2 separate regions of the Mus musculus genome follow, and region 1 is linked to region 2. Evidence: chromatin contacts called from public Hi-C data. All regions are on one chromosome and are shown on one strand. The core of a region is the stretch at or near the end of the contact, and the rest is flanking DNA. Distances in the headings are between cores, read along the strand shown. Region 1 overlaps Gm34265 (a long non-coding RNA gene). Region 2 has its middle 88 kb from the start of Gm33944.

Region 1 (6,127 bases), core at 2,359-4,858, 1.7 Mb before region 2:
GAAAGCATGGCGGCATGGCAGCATGCTGGCAGACTCGATCCTGGAGAAGGTACTGAGAGTTCTACATCTGGATCAGCAGGCAGCAGGAAGAAGGTGAGACACTGGGCCTGGCTTGAGTGTCTAAGACCTGAAATTCCACACCCGGTGACACTTTTCTTCCAACGAGGCCACACCTATTTCAAGAAGGCCATGACTCTTAATGGTGCCACTCCTGATGGGTCCATGGGCGCCACTTTCATGCAAATCATCACACTGCCGAAATACCAGGATCAGGATGTAGCTCAGTAGGAGAATGGTTGCCTAGCAAGCACAAATTCTCCATTTGATTTCAAGCACTGAGAGAAAAAAACCATTTGGTTGCATGCAATTAATCAACAATATTAAAAAAAATAATTTCTGGTTCTCTCCTGTCTATTCTATATTAATTTGTAAAGATTTCCCCCTGATTAAAAAAAATGAACCAGAACCAAAAAATTAAAAAAAAAATCATCTTTTATTTATTAGCAGTGCAGAGAGCAAGCAGGGAAAAGAGGTCATTTGCTGTAACCACACTCTTGTGCAGAGTATAGCTGGAGACTTGTCTGGGAGACTTAAGAGTGGCAAAGAAAATGATCCCACTGTTCCAAAGTACCCCTCTCCCCCATAAATCACTGTAATGATGATGTCGTTCATTTTGGTCCTTTGCTTTTGTGGCAAGCAGCCAATATCCCCTCTGTGGCCTTTCCCCAATGTCTGCTATATCAGGCCCGTTGACCAGGTGAGTAAAACAAACACCCACTGAGTGTGTGCCTGGAAATGAGAGCAAGCAACATTTAGATGCCCTGTGAGGTAGACCCCAGCCTGCAGATACAGAGCAGTAAGTGACCCTGAGGAAATCAGCAGCAGGATTTCACGATATGCATGAAAGTCAACAACTGGGCTTCATCGCTGTGTACAAACACATCGATACACTGAGTGTCCTTCCTTCTGGCTGCTTGCTACCAACACTCAGGGATGTAAAAGCCTTATGGGGAAAGAAACAAGTGTTTTTTTTTTTTTTTTGTCTACAAAGGGGCATTTTATATAATTACCTCACTCTTTCTGATATCTCTCCTACATCTTAGGAGGAAATCAAAGCCCAGAGAGGTTAAGTAAAATAACTTTATCCAAATCGTACAACCAATACACTATATCTCGAGCCTCTGATTTGACTTAATTGTCATGGGGTGTAACTTGAACATTGGAACATGGGGATTTTCAAATCTCCCTGGCTGATACCAGCCTGCAGCCAGCCGCAGTGGGACTAAATGGCCTCCAGAGATGGCGTGATGTTATGATAAGGGCTGACAGCCTTCCAGGCTCATCTGGAGGTTGTTCATGGGAGGCTTAACAAACACAAACTGTCCCGACACAGAGAAGTTGTAAACTCTTTAATGTTTCTGGTTACATTGGCTTTTTTTTTTTTTTTTTTTAATTTTGGTCCAAATCATGCTAAATTTCATGGCCTTGTGTAAATGCTCCGGACAGGTTGATGCCCTTCCAGACTGTGTCTCCCAGGGACCTGTAGATAGGAATTATGAAGTGTTGTAAACTATAAACCTGGGATTTGATTTTCGAAAGAAAGCATGCTACCCCAATAAAAATGATGGAATATGTACTTTCAGAAAGGGCAGCCATGAGTGACACCAAGCTCAGACATTTTTCTTCTTGATTTTTTTTAGGGGGTGTGGGGTGGGGGAAGCATTCCTAATTTAGCAGAATGTAAGTTTGGCTTGATTCTTGGGGTAAGGGCCTGGGGAGGCAAAGGGGAGGTGCCATCTGAATCCAGAGTGTGTAGGAAAAGGTCGATATCTGATATTGTCTATAAACTCAGTTCAGAGACATGACAGCTATGAAATCAAGCTGTCCTTGGATCTGTAGAGGCGCTGACATTTTTCAGTGACAGTGTTTTGTAGTTAAGGACCCAGTCGTATGGCACTTTGCGGTTTATAAAGCATATTTACATACATTCTATGGCAGGGTGAAGACAGAATGCCCCAGTTCTTCACTCTTCCCAGGATAGGCGCCGCGTCAATGTGATTTGATAGCCAATAGGCCACTTTCAGTCTGGGCTGGCCTTGTGACTTGTTTTAAGTAATAGAATGTAGTGTAACTAATGTGCCAGACTCTGACCCAAGGACAAAGGAGGAAGTCATGCTTTCTTTCTCAGGACCCCTGATTTTCTGTACTGGGGCCAGCTTAGCCTAGCCTGTCCAGATGGGGAACTACATGGAGCACAGACAGCCATTGCAGTGAGCCTACCACATATCAGCCAAGATGCCGATAACTATCTCCACCACACCCCCAAGCCCAACAAAAGCCCATGACTCGTTAAGCTACTTAGACATAGAAGTGGTAAATTAGTTGTTTTTTTCTTTCTGACATTAAGTCATTGTGAGAGAAAGCTAAAAAACCACCTTTTGGTGACTCCAGAAAGCATGATAATCATTGTTGCAGAGAAGGTGGGTGGCTTCAATTCAGTGCCTTTGTAGTTGGTGAAAACCTAGGGGTCTGGCATCCACTAGTTGTAGAAACTGGGGCTGATTGAGTTTTCAGAACTGGTTCCTATAGCTAGAAAGTGATATAATAGAATTTCCCTTGCAGAGTCACTCTGAAGATTACAGTAGCTAAGCCGTGTAAAGGGCTAAGTTCATGTAAACACTGTAAATTTGAGCTCTTACAATGATAGCGATATCAAGAATTACTCAAGGTTTCATGTTTGGGAGTCAGGGACCAAGTCTTCAAGTTAGTTTTGAAAGCAGGGTTCCTGATTCCTGACTAAGACAGTTGTTATTTCCCTCTCCTTCCCATTTCTGCTTTCTGATCTCATCTGAGAGCTTATTTTAAGTTTCTAACTCACCAGCAGGCTGTTCTAGTTCATAAGACCTTCTAAAAAAGTTAAAGTGAGCTGAAGTGCAATGAGTTATCTGATTCAAGATTTATTAGGGAGAAGGCAGAATATTCTTATAGGAAAACAATGGGCCTATCATCCCGTAGTTGCCCGTAAAACCAGAACCGTCTCCCACACAGATCTCTTAGGCATGAAGAAAGCTTGCTAGACAGAAATCTGAATAGCTGGGCTCAAAGGCAGAGGAACTTCTAAATATAGAAGTTAGCAATGTCTGATGACACTGTGACCCCACAGGTATTTTCACAAAGTGAATGTTTTGATGCATATTCTAGGATTCAGAAAACAAAAACAAAAAACAAACAAAAGAACAACAGCCCACTAATAGTGCTTTGCTCCTGAAGCATTTTCTCTTTATCCTGCAGGAAGATTCTTTTCATGCCATAGTCAGCTCTCATTTGCCTGCCTCTGCCTACTTGAGGCTACATCTTCATTCTTGTGCTTTTACTTTCTTGAAAGGAAGGGAGCTCCGGGGAGCAAGCTTCTTAGTCTAGTTTGACCCACTGTGCCCATTTGTTCAGTACAATGCTTTGTTCAGATGGGGTTTCTTCACCAGCTCCTCATCAGCCAGAAGGCTTTCTGTCCAGTGCTTAGGGGTGTGTTGGTCAGCAAGCATTGCTCGTGGAAGAGCGTTAGGTACAGATGTTCTTGGGAAGAGATCTGTGTGTCCCACTGTCTAAACTTCCCCAAAGAAGGGAAATATATATCAAGATTATTTGTGGAAACAATTACTCAGTGCTGTTGGCTGCATCAGAATGTCTCTTAAGTAAGATTTGGAAGCCTGCTATTAATCAAGTTGCCTTGGGAAAGATCACCACTTCCCTCAGGATCCCGCTTTTAGCAGCAAAAAGCAGATGTTTTTCTAGATAAGAAACAAGCATTTTCAACGAAGCATGCCGAGTTTAGTCATCGAGAAACAGGGAATCTAATGTACGCACACGGTTGTGCTCCCCCCCCCCCGGATTATTCCCTCCAATCAAGCTAACAAGACCTGGTTGCCCGCTTTCTGGGGTTGCTGGAATTTCTCTTTTGGATCAAGATTTTCTATCATTTCTAGCTTCAACCTAGTTTAACCATGAAAAGCCTAATGATTTAACCTGGGTATAATTCTATGCCTGTTTTAAATAAATCAGTGATTGTGGACATGCAAGCATACTTTTTGAAAACATGCCCACTTATGTTATCCTTTTAGAATTTCTACTTCTTTGAGAAGTTTATTTTGTGAGTATTGGTGCTTTGACTCAAATATATTCATGCACCATGCATATACTTAGAACCTGTGGAATCCAGGAGAGGGCATCCAATTTCTTGTAACTAGAGTTATTATAGACAGTTATTAGCTGCCACATGGGTGCTGGGAATAGAATCTAGGTCCTCTGGCAGAATAGCCAGTGCTCTTAAGTTCTGAGCTATCTTCCTAACCCTGAACTGTCCACTGCTTTATATAATCTTTGACATTCCATTAAGTAGCAAACCAAATGATATTTTGAATTAAAAATGTCTTAAATTCTACTTGTATTTTATGAAAATGACAAGTCTAAAGAAGATCACTCATTCAGTTTGTAGCATAAAAACAAGATTTTTGCCTGTTTGATATTTGCCTTTCCCACATGATTGTTAAGGCAGAGACTCTCATAGCAAAGAGAAGGATATATAGCCAGGCAATGAACCCTCCCATCCTTTAGCAGCAGGGAGACTTAAATCCTTGAAGTCAGCATTGGGTGGTACTGTGAGGGTGACTTAGGCTGTACACTCTATGGTGCAGTCCTTCAGGTGTTCCATTTGATGACTTTCATGGTTGACCTCTTCTAGAAGAGCTCTCATCACCAGAAAAGAGAACAAACCCGTGTGGTACAGCACATTTTATTATAAATGCTGTCATTAGCTACTTAATCCCTTTCTCTGCAAAGCCCCATTAGTGGTGTGAGCACAGGCAGTGAAACAACCTGAAAGTTGACTCAAGGGTAAATCTCAAGGTCTCTAATGTACACTTTCCACAGTCCGTTGGTAGAACCATGTTGCCCTGCCTCTGCCTGCTAATGTCCTTTCTGTTTAGTGACCGTAGAGCAATAGGCCTCAAGCTGTGGGTTGCATCTCTCACTGGGGTGGGTTCAACTATCTTTCAAAGGAGTCAATCCTCCATTGCTGGTGGGATTGCAAGCTTGTACAACTACTCTGGAAATCAGTTTGGTGGTTCCTCAGAAAACTGGATATAGTACTACCAGTAGATCCAGCGATACCTCTCCTGGGCATATACCCAGAAGATGTTCCAACTGTTAATAAGGACACATGATCCACTATGTTCATAGCAGCCCTATTTATAATAGCCAGAAGCTGGAAAGAACCCAGATGTCCCTCAACAGAGGAATGGATACAGAAAATGTGGTACATTTACACAGTGGAGTACTACTCAGCTATTAAAAACAATGAATTTATGAAATTCTTGGGCAAATGGATGTATCTGGAGGATATCATCCTGAGTGAGATAACCCAATCACAAAAAAGTCACTTGATATGCACTCACTGATAAATGGATATTAGCCCAGAAAGCTAGAATACCCAAGATATAACTTCTAAAACACAAGAAAATCAAGAAGGAAGACCAACTCATGGATACTTCATTCCTCCCTAGAATAGGGAATAAAATATCCATGGAAGGAGTTGCAGACACAAAGTTTGGAGCTAAGACAAAAAGATGGACTATCCAGAGACTGCCCCACAGGGGTCCATCCCATAATCAGCCACTAAACGCAGACACTATTGCATATGCCAGCAAGATTTTGCTGAAAGGGCCCTGATATAGCTGTCTCCTGTGAAGCTTTGCCAGTGCCTGGCAAATACAGAAGTGGATGCTCATAGTCATCTATAGGATGGAACACAGGACCCCCAATGTAGGAGCTAGAGAAAGTACCCAAGAGTTGAAGGGGTCTGCAACCCTATAGGTGGAACAACAATATGAACTAATCAGTATTCCCTGAACTTGTGTCTCTAGCTGCATATGTAGCAGAAGAAGGCCTAGTTGGCCATCATTGGGAAGAGAGGCTCCTTGGTCTAGTAAACTTTATATGCCCCAGTACAAGGGAAAGCCAGGGCCAAGAAGTGGGAGTGAGTGGGTAGGGGAGCAGAGCGGGGGGAGGGTATAGGGGACTTTTGGGATAGCATTTGAAATGTAAATGAAGAAAATATCTAATAAAAAAAGAA
Region 2 (6,019 bases), core at 1,308-3,807:
AAATGCATTAGATAGTGCCAAAGAGTTTTTTGAGAGTTGTCACAGTATAAAAACAAAACAAAAACATAGCTCCTTCTCTCAGATGTCCAGCCCAGCCTACGTCCCAAACACATACACATATGTTAGGTCTCACACGGGGCCTTGGAAGACACCCCCAGATGATACCAATAATGAGCTAAAGGACCCCTTTTCTCAGTGATCCCTTATGGCCTTTCCAGGGCTTTGGTGGCTAGAAGACAATTTGTGCCCTTCAGGACCTTGAAATAAGATTATATAATAACAACAAAACAGGGGAGTAAAGGTGTGTGTGAGCTGTGTGCATGATATAAAATAGCAACCACTCTAATACCATAAAGATTCTGGCGCTTATCTCTGATTAGAGGAGGCTGAAGGTAATTTGTGCAGACTACTCAGAAAGAACATGTCTATCAGTCATAGACTGATATGTCAACGTATCAGTCATATGTAGTCTGACATATATTTTAGAATATATCAGTCAACACGTCAGTAAAAAGTCAGAAGCAATACAGAAAGTCACTCTGTGGAAGAGCTAGGAAGTGAGGAGACAAGTAGCAGATGAGGCAGGGCCAGAGACATGGTCCGTGAGCCCAGGATAGGAACAGGGCTAGCCTAGCCCTGACCCAGTCATCCCTTTCAGAGAGGTTTGACTTCCCAGTTGGCTTACCTCCAGGCGTCACACAGGCAGACTGTTTCTCACCCAAATGCATCTTTCAATTTTTTCCTCTAAGTTCAGTATCTTCAATAAATAAATAAATAAATAAATAAATCTTTTACTGACCGATCTAAACCCAGTCTTCCCTCATCTGAAGTCAGCATGAATGTCAAGCATCTAAGACATGGCTCAGATGATGGGACATCATCCCAAGACATTTGGTTGCTTGACACTTTCCAAGGTAGAGGACAACCAGAGGACAAGTAAAATACCGCCCCCCCACTGATTGCCCCAGATCTCTATATAGCTTCACCTCTTTTATTATTAAAATAACATAGGGTGCTGGGGAGATGACTCAGTCAGTAAGCCACTTTCGTTACAACACAAAGACCTGACTTTGATCCCAGAACCCACATAAAAAAGCTGGATACTAACTAGCAAGATAACTTAGTAGGTTAAGACCCTCCACCCAGTCTTGATGACCTAAATCCCCTAGACCCACATGGTAGAAGGAAAGAACCAACCCCCATATTTGTCCTCTCACCTCTCCAACACACACACACACTAAAGTAATAAAATGTAATATTATTATTTTTAAAGAAGTTGGATGTGCCGGCACAGGTTTGTAATCCCAGTACTGAGAAAGGAGAGACAGACACATGGATCTTGGGAGCTTGTTGGCCAGCTAACCTAGACTATTTGTCACAAAAGCAAAGTGGAAAGTGTGTTAAGGAATGACATAAGAAGTTGACTTCTGCCCTCCTCATGCATGCATTTACATGCAAGCACACTTGCTTGAATGCAAACAAACAACACACAAAAGAATATGGCATCCATTTTTTAATTCATTTATTTATTTTTATTTATATGAGTACATTGTCTTTAGACACACCAGAAGAGAAGATTGGGTGTCATTACAGATGGTTGTAAGCCACCACATGGCTGCTGGGAATTGAACTCAGGACCTCTGGAAGAGCAGTCAGTGCTCTTAACCGCTGAGATATCTCTCCAGCCCATGGTATCCATTTTTAATGCTGACATTTGTATCTTTTAATTTTTGTCATCATCCACAGAGTCCAGAGCAGTGCTAGACACATGGGTGTCCAATCAGCACGTGTGAGATGAAAGTGTGTTATGGCTAAGTAAAGGCTGCTTTTCCTCTCTTGGAAAGCAGCATGGATACACTTCTCCCTAATCCTCTGAATAAATATAACTATTAATAAACTCTCTGATCATTTTCTAGTTAAAATTTAAAAATCCATAGAAAGAAGGAGATATTCTGAAAGATGGAGATAAGACAGCTGACCTGGGAGCTTAGAACACAAAGAATAAAGCATAGGAAATCCTTTTGTTTCCTTTTAACCTCCTGTATCCCAGACTTAGAGCTAAAGAAGTTGACCACTTAGATAGAAATGCTAAGATGTTCGCAAAAGCAGCTTCAACGAAAGCTTGTTCCTCTTCCCAGATGGCCAGGGAAGAATACGAACAATATGCAAAACCTGTTGGTGTTACCCACCCCACTCCAGCTAAAAAGGGCGGAGAAAGCTTTACAGTCTTCCCATCACCCAAGTCAGCAAAGGCTAAACGTGAAGTTTAGACCAACATTCCCAATGAAACAGAAACAGCCAGCAGACCGACCCAAGGCTGGTCTAAAGGGGTCAGCAGAGCCGTACAGAGGAGTAACAAACCACTGTTCTTCCAATGGTGTGAGAGGAACATCAGCTGTGGCGTGCATGCAGACTTTCATTCCCGAACATCAGTAGTAAAGCAACCTGTTCCCTCCCCACTAGAGGAAGTAATCAGAGATCTAATAAAGACTCAATGATTGCATCACCTCCTAGCAATAACACGGACAGCCCCACCTCAGTGTCAGCAGAGCACCCCTATTCCAGGTCCTATAAATAAAACCAAGCCTTAGCAAGTAACCAGGGACCTCCATCTCTCTTGAGACAAGGGAGGGGAAACAGGATAGATTTTTGTGCCCTCCAAGTATTACTGAGACTGTGCCCTATACTGTCTGTGCCACAGACCTGCCAAAAGGAATGTCCTATGACAGAAGATTCAAACAATCATGAAATAACAACCACAATCAATCCAAGTCTTGATAAAAATTAACCTCACATAAGAACATAAACATTAATGGGAAAAGATAAATAGATGGCTGGGTTGTGAGAACTGAATAACAAAGATTTTATTTTTAAAAAAATCATAAAAATGTCCCAATAAGTTACAATCCTACAAAAACAAAGAAGTAACAGGCAGAAAACAAGAAATAAAACTTAAAAATAGAAAAAAAAAACCCTAATTCTCCATGTTAGAGGCAGTAGCTCATCTCCAAATGAAGCTAAAGAAGAAAGAGAAAAGATTTAGTGAACAGGAAACCAGAACAATAAAGATGTCCCAGAACTTTGGCCTCTGTCTGTTACTCTGACAAAACATTGGAGGAAGACTAACTCTATAAAGAAAAGAGGTTTATTTGGCTCAGAAGTTCAAAGGCCTGCTGGGTATAACTTTGGCTCTGGTGAGGGGCTTACATATATGAAAAAAAGAAAATGTATCTCAAAGCATGGAACCTCATCCCATAGATTCTATAGATAGATAGTTCTGTCAGTGGTGACAGAACTGCTCAGAAAACCAGCCAGCACACAGAACTCATCAGCTCTACAAACAGCTTCTAATCCACAGGTACAGACCACGCATCTGAACACCAGCAGAATATATGTTCTTTCCAGGCAACCACATGGCATATATCAAGGGCGGCCATTAAACAATCACGAATCACAATGAAATCAAATTAGCAAGCAATAACAAGGTTATAGAAAATAACAAAATTCTAACGACTAACTTCTAAGTGTGCTTATAAATTACCCAAGGGATAAATACGAAGTAACAGAGAAAACATGTCCAAATTTTGGGGAGAAAACTAAATCCCCATGAAGAACATAGCACTAAACGCATGAATTAGCATAAAGAAAAATGTCTCCTGTCAGTAATGCAAGCACATATCTCAAAATAGAATTAAAATAAAAAAAAGAAGAAAACCAGCAAAACCAATCTGATTTGAGAACAGGGAAGAAAATAGAAAAGATAAGATTATAAATAAGTGACATTGAAAAAGAAAAATAGCAGTAAAAAATTAATTGAAATGTTGTTCTTTTTAAAGACCAGTATAATCATCAAACTTTGAGGAAGTCTAATAAAGAAAAAGAGGGGATGCAAGTCTCCAACGTCAGGAATGATACAGACAACACCACAGAGTCTGCAGACACGAGACAGACCTGAGAGGATACTATGACTATTTCTGTGTGCATATTCTTTGCTGACATGAAATGGATCAGTTCCTCAAAACACAAGTTGCCACAACTCACTGAGGATAAAATATAAAACTTAAAAAAAAACTGTAATTATTTAAAATACCTGATTCATATTTTGAATTCCTTCTCCCAAATTTTGAGAATGGGATGCTTGCAATGTAGAATTCCATCAAGGAATCAATACTAACTCAGTGCAACACCTCATTTAAAAAAAAAAAGAGGACTGAGAGAGTTGCTCAGGCATGGAGTGCTTACCCAGCATGCAAGAGGCCCCAGGTTTAACCCCCAGTGCCAAAAAGTAAAAATATAAATTACCAAGCATGATGATAAAGATGTGCAACCCCAGGAGGCTGAGACAGGAAGATCACAAGTTTGGGACCAAACTTGACTACACTATATCACATGTCCAAAATAATAATAATAATAATAATAATTGTTGTTATTATTATTATTAATTTCCACTTCAGTATTTTCCTGATAGCAAAGGGCAGTATTTTCCTGATAGCAAAACTACACAAAACTGAGGAAGGGAAGAGGGAGAGAAAGCCTAAACCCATGTTCATCACATATATAGATATCAAAAATTCTTCAAAGTATAACAGCAGATAACAATATGTTTAAAATTTTTATATGCCATGAGTAAGGAAAATTATGTCCATGGGTAGGATAATATCTATATGCAGGAATAATACAAGGGACTTCTGCTCTTACCACAGTGACTCATTTTATTTTATATTATGTCATGAAATAAAGCCAGAAATATAAGTTAAAGGGATATAAAGTGGAAAGGAAGCAGTGTATTATTCCTGGTTATAAATAAGTGATTGTCTTTGTAAGAAGAAAGAAAGAAAGAAAGAAAGAAAGAAAGAAAGAAAGAAAGAGAGAGAGAGAGAGAGAGAGAGAGAGAGAGAGAGGGAGGGAGGGAGGGAGGGAGGGAGGGAGGGAGGGAGGGAGGGAGGGAGGGAGGGGAGAGAGAGAGGGAGAGAGAGAAAGGGAGAGAGAGAAAGGGAGAGAGAGAAAAGAAGGAAGGAAGGAAGGAAGGAAGGAAGGAAGGAAGGAAGGAAGGAAGGAAGGAAGGAAAGAAGGGAGCCAACATGGCTATAAAAAATTAAAACCCTTTAAGAGCTAATAAGTGTCTTTCAAAGTCATAGAATCTCAACATAAAAATAAATTATATCCATTATACTAACAAACACAACACCAGTGACTACTATCTAACAGAACCAACGAAGAAATTCAAAGATGCAAACCTAACAAACCATGATAGAACTTGGGAACCAAAATTGCTCCAGGACGAGCAAAGCACTGAGAGCTGTAAATAAATGGGAAAATAAGTGATGTTCGTGGATGACCTCGGAGATACTATTCTTCCCAAATAGACAGGTTTGCTTGAATGTCAAAGTCCTAACAATACTTTTATGCATGTAGACATTCTAAATTTTATGTAGAAAGGTAAAATGATTACCATAGCTATTACAATTCATAAAATAACAAACTTAAAGGGACTTGGTCTGATTTCAAAATTATTACAGTACCAGAAGGATGTAGTACTGGGAGAGAAACAGGAATAGCAACATTCCTGTCAAGGTATGGTACTGCGGTTGTACAAGATGTTGCTCCTGTAATGAGCTGGGTAGAGGATCCGTGGACTTCCTCCTCAGCATCTCTTGCAGCTTCCTGTCAAGCTTTGATTTTGAGAAACCAATCTCAAGTTTAAAAATAAAGTGACATTCTTCACAAGATATCGCGCATAAAAATTTAAACGAAAATATTCTTTCTTGGTATGCTTTTCAATATCGTTTCCTGGATACTGTTCTAGTCTGAAGGTCTGGGCGGGGCAGTGCTAGAAGCAGCCTGGAGATTGAAGAGTCCGGAAGGGAAACCACACATGTAGCTCATCCTGGACTCGGTCAGTTGAGTGGTTGCAGGTGCAACTCAGCCCCAGCTCCACCAGCAAAGCAAGAAAGTGATTAAAACCACATGAGGACTTTATGTTACTGTATATATTAAAGGCCATGAGGACAGCATCCCC

The links. Hi-C and Micro-C count contacts between places; a contact is called where the count stands out from the background.
Region 1: a Hi-C map of uterus shows a contact between it and region 2, with 8 times the contacts expected there. The contact joins two enhancer-like sites. A contact is called at or near these places in 37 of 484 Hi-C or Micro-C datasets (the 3T3-L1 cell line, the AML12 cell line, B cells and 26 more) and 2 of 115 datasets of contacts at active chromatin or transcription factors (PVALB interneurons and neural progenitor cells).

The regions. Positions count from the first base shown.
Region 1 is chr17:82,874,967-82,881,093 of GRCm38.p6, reverse strand. All of the region lies in intron 4 of Gm34265 (a long non-coding RNA gene), which reads left to right. All of the region lies in intron 1 of Gm41629 (a long non-coding RNA gene), which reads right to left. Among named protein-coding and RNA genes, the nearest start is that of Gm41629, 6.2 kb to the right of the region's middle. Within about 2 kb of position 3,608, at least 3 of the 459 cell types and tissues checked have an H3K27ac peak or open chromatin away from gene starts, as enhancers often do. A contact at or near this core is called in uterus, where this site is marked.
Region 2 is chr17:81,194,074-81,200,092 of GRCm38.p6, reverse strand. No RefSeq gene overlaps it. Among named protein-coding and RNA genes, the nearest start is that of Gm33944, 88 kb to the left of the region's middle. Within about 2 kb of position 2,557, at least 1 of the 459 cell types and tissues checked has an H3K27ac peak or open chromatin away from gene starts, as enhancers often do. A contact at or near this core is called in uterus, where this site is marked.